Linked DNA regions of Rattus norvegicus: region 2 is linked to region 1. Evidence: chromatin contacts called from public HiChIP or PLAC-seq data. All regions are on one chromosome and are shown on one strand. The core of a region is the stretch at or near the end of the contact, and the rest is flanking DNA. Distances in the headings are between cores, read along the strand shown.

Region 1 (5,086 bases), core at 2,081-4,580:
CTAGAGGGTATCAGTGAAAAATTCAGCCGGGCGTGCTACCATAGACAGACAGACAGACAGACTGACCAAGTGGGCAAGACAGGCCCGGCAGAAGGCCCCTGGATACCCTGGACCTAGTGCTGTAGGCAATGCAGAAACGTTTACACAGGAAGAAGGCACGACGCAGGCGACTCTGAACTAATGGAAAATAGGCAGGTATGCATGACTGGACACCAACAGACCAAACACAGAGAAAGGGGAATTGCTTATTTACACTCAAATACCTCTCCACGGATCCTAAGACTAAATTTCTTTTGTCTCAACTGTATTTTTTAATTCCTTATCAATTAATTGGTTATTAGCTAAGTAACCAAGGCTGACAGTCTTCCGTGTATTTCTCTGGGACCATCTCCTATGGATTCTGGAGTGCTTCTCCCTCAGAGCATGTATGTACTATCCCTCTTCTGTCCTCACTGCAATACCTGGATGGCAGGCCTCATCGACTTATATTTGGGTTTCTCCATTCATTCCCCACAGCTTCCCTGCCCACCTCTACCTAGACAGAAATACTACTGCCAGAGTAATCTAAAACATCCCTACACACAACTACCCATAGTTCAAGTCTTTGAAGGAAGGGCTGGCAAGGTAGCTCAGTGGTTAACTTAAACCAGAGTTCAATCCCCTGCACCCCCCATTGGTGGAAGGAGAGTACCCACTCCACCAAGCTGTCTCTGACCTTCATTTGTACGCTGTGGCCATGTGTACCCATACCAGCACACATGTGCGCGCACACACACACACACACACACACACACGCACACACACAAACATGCTATGGTGAAATGATAGTTTAAAACAAACAAAAAGAAAACAACCTTAAAAAGTATCTACTGCTGGAGGGGGGAAAATAAAAACAAATAACTGAATGTTTTTACTGGCCAGCGAGGTGAGGAGTAACCAGAAGCTGCCTGACGTCAGCTTGCTATTCTCTCAAGGACTAGCTCAAATTTTGCCTCCTTACTCATCCTTCTCCCATTATTAGTCTAGACTAACGTGAGCCACGGATGTAATCTAAAATTTTTTCTCAGCCACATTTAAAGCAAAAAGAGGCAAGGCCTGATGTTTTAACAGTGTCAAGTCATCATCCCAACAGGCCATCATATAATGAGTCAGTTTACATTGTTTTTGCACTATGTACAGCGTGTACTTTCCAATGCATCCCTGTTCAAGCCAACCTTATTTCAAGTGCTCAGTGCTGCTAGTGGCTACGGTAATAGCAAAGGTCTAGACTCCAAAATCAGTGCTTCGGGCTGGGAAACATTATGTTGTTGCCACTGCTTAAGAGCAAAGTTGGCACCACCCTGTTTTTATGTACACGTCTCAGACTGACTTCAATGGTATCACCAACCATCATCCACCCACTACCAGCAAACTGGTAGTCACTATCGGAATCCTGTGTAGGTAGCATTTACTTCATTTCTCCAGGTCTTTCTTCTCCTTCCTCAATGGAGGTGCTTGTTGCCTAACCTGAATGGTTGAAATTTCATTTAGTTTTCATGACTCAGGTTGGTCCTCCATACCCTTATATGCCAGACCACCCTAAGAAATAAATACCTCATGCCCACTCCCTGCCAAGTGTGCACCAGCTTCCTGATAACTGAATGAAAGCCAAGCTCCAAGATAACTGAATGAAAGCCAAGCTCGCCACCTTCAGTCTTCACCAACCACTAGTTCACTTTTGTTTTGTTTCTTAAATCTCCCCCATAGTACCCAGCCTTCTCATGTTTTTAATCCCTTTTCTGCTCCCAGGCTTAGCAAATTCCTCTTGATCCAGCTCAGGTGCAGTCTTTTCATTGTTCCCAGGTAAAGCTTGATTACTTAGCACAAAGGAGTATTTTCGAACGGATTAATGTACCAAAGCGATCGTCTTCGCATCTCCCAAACCAAGCACAGTGCTCACAGCAATATAAATAAATGTGCGGAAAGCAATGAACTCACCATATCAGAAATTCCCCCAGGAATGTCTACCCAATTTGGACTACCTTTGCTTCATCCCGAATATATATCACATACTTGCTTTCTCAAGAATGATCGTGCACGGGGCTGGGGATTTAGCTCAGTGGTAGAGCGCTTACCTAGGAAGCGCAAGGCCCTGGGTTCGGTCCCCAGCTCCGAAAAAAAGAACCAAAAAAAAAAAAAAAAAAGAATGATCGTGCACGTTGAGGACAACCAATGAGAGATATGCAAAGAGGGATCTGGACTAGTCTTGGGATTTAGAGAGTGGGAGAAGTCTCTCTTTACTCGTACGGGTAAAGAGAGGCTTTGAAACAGGCAAGGGAGTTGTAAAATTAAAGGTTAGAGGGTAGGCACAGAAGATGCTTAAGTTTTCCCTGTCACTGGGGCCGGAGTACGGGGCTTGGAAATGGCCTGACTTCTGGTTTCCTGAAACGTATATAAGCAAGGAAAATAAGAATGGGATCTTGGGAATCAGTGATTGTGGAGGCACTAAGCGCGACGTTAATTCTAGCAAGGCGTGGCATAAACCTCTCAAGGGTCTTTGAAGTTAAGGAGCTAGGAGGGCACCTGGCCTCGTGGTCTCTGAACCCAAGATGGGAAAGGCACAGATGGGGAGGCTTGGGGAGTAAAGCGGCAACAGGGGAAGAGCCCAAGCAGGACTCCGATTAACTTTTAGTTCCAGAGGATGAAAGATCAGAGGAAATGGACAGAAGGAGGGCAAGGGGCAAAGGAGGAACCATAGGAGCGCTCCAAACACCCCGAGGCTTCAGCCTTCTCTTCCCCTTGCGGAACGCTTGTTCCAGGAACCACGGAGACGGACACAACCGAAACCGCGGGAGCGCGTCCGGGCGACACCGGGCCGATGCGGGAACCCAGCTCCTTGAGGGCCTCCTCCCAACCCGAGAAGGCTCCTTTCTTCTCCCATCCTCACCTGCCAGGTCAATCTCCCCCGGTACCGACCGCTGCCCTTCCCAACCCCTAGTGGAACGCAAGTCGGAGAGCGAGTAGACCTAGCGCGCGCTCAGCGGCGGAGAACAGCCGGCAGGAGCCTCTGTGTGGTGGCCGCCATCTTGGGCCTGAGCAGCGCGGCTGAGGCGGGCACGACCCGGGCGACACCATCTGTAGGGGTGGCGAGGAACCGGTTCAGGGAAAGTGACGGCGCCAAGCTCGCAAACCTTGTCAGCTTGGATCCAAGTTTTATCCAGAACCTATCACGATATTTAAAGCTCAAAATGTAGAGGACTCACTCGTGAGAAGGGAGAGAGAGGCGTCGATTGGCCATCGCCACCCCTCTCCTCAGGGCGGGCGCGGCGAGTGGCAGCTCCTTGGGTCACGGCTTCCGCCGTCGCCAGTGGCCTAGCTCCCTGCGGCTGTCCTTGGTCGCGCTTGACACCGGGCTGAAGGTGGGTCTGGGGACCCCAGTGCCACCCTCTGTGGTGGTGCAGGCGGGAGGGTTCTGGGGAACGCTCTCATGGAGGGGAAATCGGGGTCGCCTTCGGGTGACCTCTGCGCGCTGTCAGCTTCACACCTTTCACAGAGAATTCGCTATGCTAGCTTAATCAAAGCGTCTTTGGGGACGATCCGATGGCCTCGCTCTCGAGGGACTAGGAAGGGCTCTCAAGGATCCCATTCTTGAACCCACAGTAGGGAATGCAGCTCCTATCCAGAAGCAGGGAACATTCGCCCAGGCATCCGCCTCCTGGTTCAACTCTCCTAAACGTGAAACCCGCACTTACCCATTTGCCTTTTAAAAACATGGCTTTCTGCGTGGTTTCCAGCGTGTGTATGTCGTGTTCGCAAAGGTTTCATAGCTCCATGCATTCACTTGTTTTCCTTGGCTTAGGTGATACTTTGTAATACTTAATAAGGAACTGTGGGGTCCAGTCGGACACAAGGTATTGCCTCTTAAAAAGTCTACATGTTTCCAGCGTGAATCCAGAGTGACTCTCCAAAATAAGACGGCAGTTTGTTTTCTTGAAAAGGGAGAAGAAACTTGTGTTAGAGAAAAATATTAGGATATATGTGGGGTTTGTTGTTTTTTGTTTGTTTTTAAAAACAAAAGCTGGGTGTGGTAGTGCATGCCTACCAGTGCTCAGGAGGCAGAGGCATCTCTGTGAATTCGAGACTAGCTTGGTGTACATGTCTGTCTGTCTACATACACATACATACAGTTAGGCTCTGCAAAGAAGAAAGAAAAGGAGGAGTTATTAAATGTTAAATGTTTACCTCCGTACATAGGAGAGTAAGTAGAACATAATAGTTTTAAGCCATGTCAGGATACAGATTGCCTGGGTACTCTGCTAATCCTGACTCTTTACCCAGTAACTTAAAGCAAGTTACTTTACTGTAACTAAATTTGGTTTTCTTCATCTGAAAAAAAAAATGCTCCCAGTTTTGAGACGTTGTTACTTAACAAACCTGCAGTGTATGGTGAGGAGTATATGGATTAGTGATGACGCAGAAACACCTCTTCCATGTGGCCCACATCTGTAATTCCAACTACTTGTGAGGATGAGGCAGGGGGATAGTAAGTTTGAAGCCAGCCAGAGCTTCGCAGTAAGACTGTCTCAAGACAAAACAAAACAACAACAACAAAAAAAAAAAACCCAACCTGTTCAGTTCTAAGAAGCTTGCCCCCACCCCAAAAGGATCACTTTAAAATTAAAGAATAAATGACCAAGGCACAATGTGTGGCTCTGTGAGAATGTGTTTTTCAAAGACAGGATAATTCCTTAATGCCCTAAGATAAAACCTACTTTCCCTCTCCCTCTCCCCCTCCGCCTCCCCCTCCCCCTCTTCCCCCTCTCTCCTTCCTTTTCCCTCTTCCACTTCCCCCTCCCTCTCCCCTCTCCTTCTTTCCTGACAAGGTTTCTCTGTGTAGCCCAGGCTGGCATTGAACTCACAGAGATCCTCCTGTTTCTGCCTCCTGAGTGCTGGGATTAGTGCACCACCACTGCCCAGCTTCCCAGTTCTTTTGTTTTGTTTATCCCAATACTAAGCACCAGGCAGTGGTGCACAGGGGAGGCAGAGGCAGGCAGATTCCTGTGATCCTGGACAACCAGGGCCTCAAAGAAACGCTGTCTTAAAAAAC
Region 2 (5,132 bases), core at 1,570-4,069, 420 kb before region 1:
TTTAGCAGCAAGCAGGAAGGCTTAGAGGCCTGGCTTCCTGGAATCTGCTGAGACGCTCTGGCCTGTGGGTGGTCCCTTCGAGGCATCCTATCTTACAGCACCTTGATTTACTAGTCACTAGTCAATCTTTTTTTTTTTTTTTTTTCTTTTCTTCGATGTACAAAATCATTCCCTTGTCTTAGCCAGGTTGTGATGGCGCATGCCTTTCATCCCAGCAACTGGGAGGCAAAGGCACAGGCAGGTGGATCTCTGAGTTTGAGGCCAGCCTGGTCTACAGAGTGAGTTCCGTGACAGCCAGGGCTATGCAAAAAGATGGACCGCCCCCCTCATCCCTAGTCTCAAAAAAACTTGCAAAGCAAAAACAACAAAAACAATTCTGTTGTCTCAGTGGTCCCAGCCGGAAGCTCTTCCTGCAGCTGATGTCTCTCCCTGTGCCCCACAGCTGTCCCTGTGCCCCACAGCTGTCCCTGTGCCCCACAGCTGTCCCTGTGCTCCACAGCTGTCCCTGTGCCCCACAGCTGTCCCTGTGCTCCACAGCTGTCTCTGTGCCCCACAGCTGTCCCTGTGCCCCACAGCTGTCCCTGTGTTCTGTAGTTAGTGGACTTGGCAGGAGGACCCTCCTAGTCATAGTTGTGTACTCTCTCATCTGTGCCTTTCTGTTCCAACAAAGCCAGCCTGTGGTTCTTTTTTTTTTTTTTTTTTTCGGAGCTGGGGACCGAACCCAGGGCCTTGTGCTTCCTAGGTAAGCGCTCTACCACTGAGCTAAATCCCCAGCCCCAAAGCCAGCCTGTGGTAATGCTTGTCCCCAGTCAACACCAGATGCTGAAGGATACATGGAGATTAAAAGAAAAAAAAAGGGGTTGGGGATTTAGTTCAGTGGTAGAGCGCTTGCCTAGCAAGCACAAGGCCCTGGGTTCGGTCCCCAGCTCCGGGGAAAAAAAACAAAACAAAAACAAAAACAAAACCATGTTTGATTTATTTTACTTTTCCAAGTAGAATCTCATAGATCTCAGACTGGCCATCCCCGACTTGCCACTTAGCTGAGAATGGCCTTGGACAACTTCTGATCCTCTTTTCTAGTGCTGGTGTTCCATGGTCCCGAGTTTATGGTTCTTAGGATTAGGAATTGGAGAGATGGCTCAGTGGTTAAGAGCACTGACTGCTCTTCCAGAGGTCTTGAGTTCAATTCCCAGCAACCACACGGTGGCTCACCACCATCTGTAATGGGATCTGATGCCCGCTTCTGGTGTGTTTGAAGACAGCTACAGTGTACTCACATAAAATAAATAAATCTTTAAAAAAAACAAAACAAAAAAGGAATTGAACCAGGGTTTCATGCATGCTGGGGAAGCACTCTGTAAACCATACCGCATCCCCAGTCCCCATGAATGTCTTTCTATGACGTATGTATGTATATATATATATATTTTTGAAACTTGTTACCCCAGAATGTAGCCAGGATGTTTTTAATTGATGTCAAACAGTGGAAATAACTGTCCTTTTTCTTTCTAATCTTTGACCTCCTGAGTCCCTTTATTTATTGTCTGTGATGGGTTATTGTGTCTGTTGACAGTGTCTTAAGAGTTAAAATGATCCAGGCATTGTGTTAGATGCCTTCAGTCCCTGCACTTGGGAGGTGGGGGCAGGGAGATCTGGAGTTCCTTATCTAAAATATTGCATTAGAGGTCAACCTGGGTTACACGAGACCTTGTCTCAGAACAAGTAACAGTGCCATGAAAGGGCGTTTTGTCTTTATCCCCTGAGTAGTCACAGAAACTAAACCCTTGTGTTGGCCTCTGAGTCATTGTGTATATTGTAGATTTTCTCTGGTTTCTGCTGTAAATCTGAAAACTGTCTCGAAGCCTACACGTGTACTAGATTCAACAATTTCCTGCTAACTGTTGTATCATTACATTTTTATGTAAAATAATTACTAAAAAAACGGATCGAGATTTAAAAAAAAAAATTGAACTCATTCAGAAATAACCATAAGAAACTCCTTTGTGCCCCTGTATATTTTCTGGGAAAAAAAATAGCCATTTTCAAAAAACAGGAGTAGTTTAGTACAGAGTAGCATCACTTCATATTCACAGAGTTCTGTGCCCAGTGTGAAAGGGGACAGCCTCACACTGCGCTGTTGTTTACTCTGTGGCTCTGGGCTTTTCACTGAAACATAGGGAAGCCATTGTGGGGCCTGCAGGGCTCTAGGGACCCTGTGCTTGGGACCACACTTGGGTCTGTCGCAGTGGGTGGTGTGAACAATTCAGCCATGCAGGAGATGAACAGTGGGTGGGTCAGAGACTTGTGGAGAAGTGAGGTCTGGCTTCAGCAGTGTCTTTATATTGCTTTTCTACCATCTGGGACAAACATGGAGCCCCTGTGCTCTCTGTGCAACCAGCCCTGGTTTCCTGAGCAGGCAGAGGTGCCAGGGAGCACGCAGGGTCGGATGACGATAGCGGTGTGCCTCAGAGGTAGGTTTCCGTCAGGCACAGGCTACCCTCCTGGTGTCAGATGCCAGTTCTTCTGTGGTGATAGGAGATCTAGAAGGTCTGGCCTTTCCAGTGTCTCAGAAACCAGAAACACTTTCCATTTCTGTTGAGTACATGTATTAAACTGTTTGAATTCACTGTGGGCTGAAGGCTATGTCAGGATAGTCCTCTGAATATGCTTCTCACCGTAGAGCCGGGAGGGAGCACGTTAAACCAGAATCGTTTTGAAGCTGTCTCTTCTTTTCCTAGGCCAGGCACATCATTGAGAAGTCTGTGCAAAAGATCGTTTCCCTGCTGGCAGGATTTGGGGAAACTGCTCAGAAACATCTGTCAGAGAGAGCCATGCTCACAGCACATGACTGCCATCAGGAGGCCGTGACCCACTTCCGCACACACTGCTTTAACTGGCACTCAGTCATGGTGAGTCCCTGGCCAGGGTCCTCAAGTCTCCTGCCTCTGGGATTGTGGTGCTTGACTAGGTGCACCGGCTTGGACCGAAAGATTCTATCTGGGCCTTGGGAAGTTGGATGTCTAATTCATTGTCATGTGTCTTGTCTACCACAGTCGTAGGTGACAGCCCCACTACTGTTGAAAGGTGCTTGCTTCTCTTGATGAGGTGGCCCCACACCCCTCGCCGATCCTCACATCTCCAGACGTCTTCTTTCTTCCTCCTGATGTCTCTTCTGTCCATCCCCTAAGATTTATTGTTAGAGCACAGCCTAGAGAGTGAAGAATGATGTTTCGGCCAATTGTAGAGTCAGTCAGCTAGTTGGTCCCTAAAAAGTCCCGTGCTTACCGTGGGATGCTTGAATCCTGCTGGAGGAAGGTGGGCAGACTGCGTCCTGTAGACCAAACCCTGGCAGAGCCTGGCTTTACACCTTTGTGGTCCAGCTTGGCGCTGGGCAGTGCTTTATCAGCCTCACCAGCTCTGAGGGTGTGTGCGATGTTCGTCTCTCCTGGGGAGACTGTGCGAATACCTACAGATTGCCGAAGTGACCTAAACAGACCTCGAAGTCCTGGCTGAAATGGTTTTTCTCTGTGACTGAAGAATCGAGGCAAGCTGACTGCGTGGTGAGGTGCTCACCTGCGGTTCTTTGTTTTCTTGCAGTACGAGCATGCCTTGCGGTATTTGTACGTGCTGGCCAACCTCTGTGAGAAGCCATATCCGATTGACAGGTAAAGCGTGCTTGGCACTGGGAAGACGGGCGTCATTCTGAAAGCACGGGGTGGGCGTGGGGGGTATACACTGGCCCGAGTAGACTGTAGCTCCACGACCCAGTTTTTTTTCTGGGGCCGCTCATCAGTGGAATCGGAGGGCCTGGGTTCCCAGTGGTGATGGCTAGGAACTCCTGCCCAGAATTAGATAACGTCTTGCTTTCGTCAGGGTTGGCTTAGCTCATCTGGTTCATCTTCCTGTTTCTTGCAGGATAAAGATGGCCATGGACAAAGTGTGCCTTAGTCACTACTGAACAGCTCTCTTCCCAGTGCTTCTAGAAGAGTGAGCACAGTACACTGGAATGTGAACCAACCGGAGTGAACCAAGCGGAGACCGGAAGGGCGGAGTCAGAGGCAGCACCTAAGCCCCGCCCCCAGGGATACCGTCCGCCCACCCCAGGGCTTGCTTTCTGAGGATACCTGCTTACTAAGAAGCCAGTTTGGGTCTGGAGGAAGGAACTTTTGCTTCTTAGGAATTTTTGGGTTTGTTTTGTTGTCCATTAGCTTTCAAGAGCAGATTCACTGCGGATTCTGTAGCCAGTGAAGGAACCGGAGAAATTCTCGAAGCTGAAACCTCTTGTCGCCTTCACAGTGATTTTACCGAAGAGGGCAAAAGCAAGTCCCTACTGGAGAATTATTTTTAGAATATATAATTTTTGATTGCTTTTATATTTTATTCTGTAATAATGGATGTCCTAAAACAAATAAGTGAAGTGAGACATTTGTTCCTGGACTCTGGCTGTGTCGTGGTCTGTGTTTTACGTTCGCTCGTGCTGGGTTGTCTCCTCCCACCTCCCCGTTCTCCACTGTTCTATGCTGTGAGACCTTGCAGCTCCCCACAACCCTCTGTGTGCAAGGCAGGGAGGGGACATGCCCCATTTCTCTGGCACAGTACACTCAAAGGTGTAGCGATGGGGTTGTTGGAGACGTGAAATCCGTGCTCTGTATCCATGCAGGGGAATACTGTAAACAGCAGTAAAAAGGAATGGAGTATCTATATAGGGTACAGCGTTATTAAGCCAGTTGAAGCCAAGTGCTAGAACCATGGTTTACATAGCTTTATGTGATATGTGCTGAACAGGCAAATCTATACAGAGAGACACTTAATGGTGCTAGTGACTAAGGAGAAAACTGCTAGGTGTCAGCCTGTTCTCTCATTTACACTCATTCTCACTATGTTGCAAAGCAGGCCCGGAACTCAGGAATCCTCCTGTCTCAGCTCCTCAGATAGCCAGGACACGGGTGTTCCCCTTCATGCCTGGTTCAGTTTACTTCCAGGGGATGCTGGAGGGTTAGGAGGCTGAGGACCGTGACTGGTCAGCATTTCAGGCACACGGAGCCTCCAGACTGATGGGTCTGAGTTGCGTGAGTCTAGTCAGGAGCAAGTTTGCTCTTGGAGATTTGTTTGAAAAAACACAGATGACCAAT

The links. HiChIP or PLAC-seq counts read pairs in DNA pulled down with a chosen protein or histone mark.
Region 2: a contact with region 1 is called in an H3K27ac HiChIP or PLAC-seq map of oligodendrocytes, with 5 times the contacts expected there. The contact joins the enhancer-like site here to the promoter of Ndufb1 in region 1. A contact is called at or near these places in 7 of 12 Hi-C or Micro-C datasets (the A7r5 cell line, Schwann cells, frontal cortex and 3 more) and 1 of 1 datasets of contacts at active chromatin or transcription factors (oligodendrocytes).

Annotation. Positions count from the first base shown.
Region 1 is chr6:126,887,108-126,892,193 of GRCr8, reverse strand. It overlaps Ndufb1 (NADH:ubiquinone oxidoreductase subunit B1), which reads left to right and starts at 3,330. Exons shown (of 3, transcript NM_001402546.1): 1 at 3,330-3,398. It overlaps Cpsf2 (cleavage and polyadenylation specific factor 2), which reads right to left and starts at 3,072. Exons shown (of 15, transcript NM_001106753.1): 1 at 2,927-3,072.
Region 2 is chr6:127,308,223-127,313,354 of GRCr8, reverse strand. It overlaps Lgmn (legumain), which reads left to right. Exons shown (of 14, transcript NM_022226.3): 12 at 2,739-2,909; 13 at 3,598-3,665; 14 at 3,916-4,442. The coding sequence ends at 3,958. Among named protein-coding and RNA genes, the nearest start is that of Lgmn, 37 kb to the left of the region's middle. Within about 2 kb of position 2,819, at least 36 of the 93 cell types and tissues checked have an H3K27ac peak or open chromatin away from gene starts, as enhancers often do. A contact at or near this core is called in Schwann cells, where this site is marked.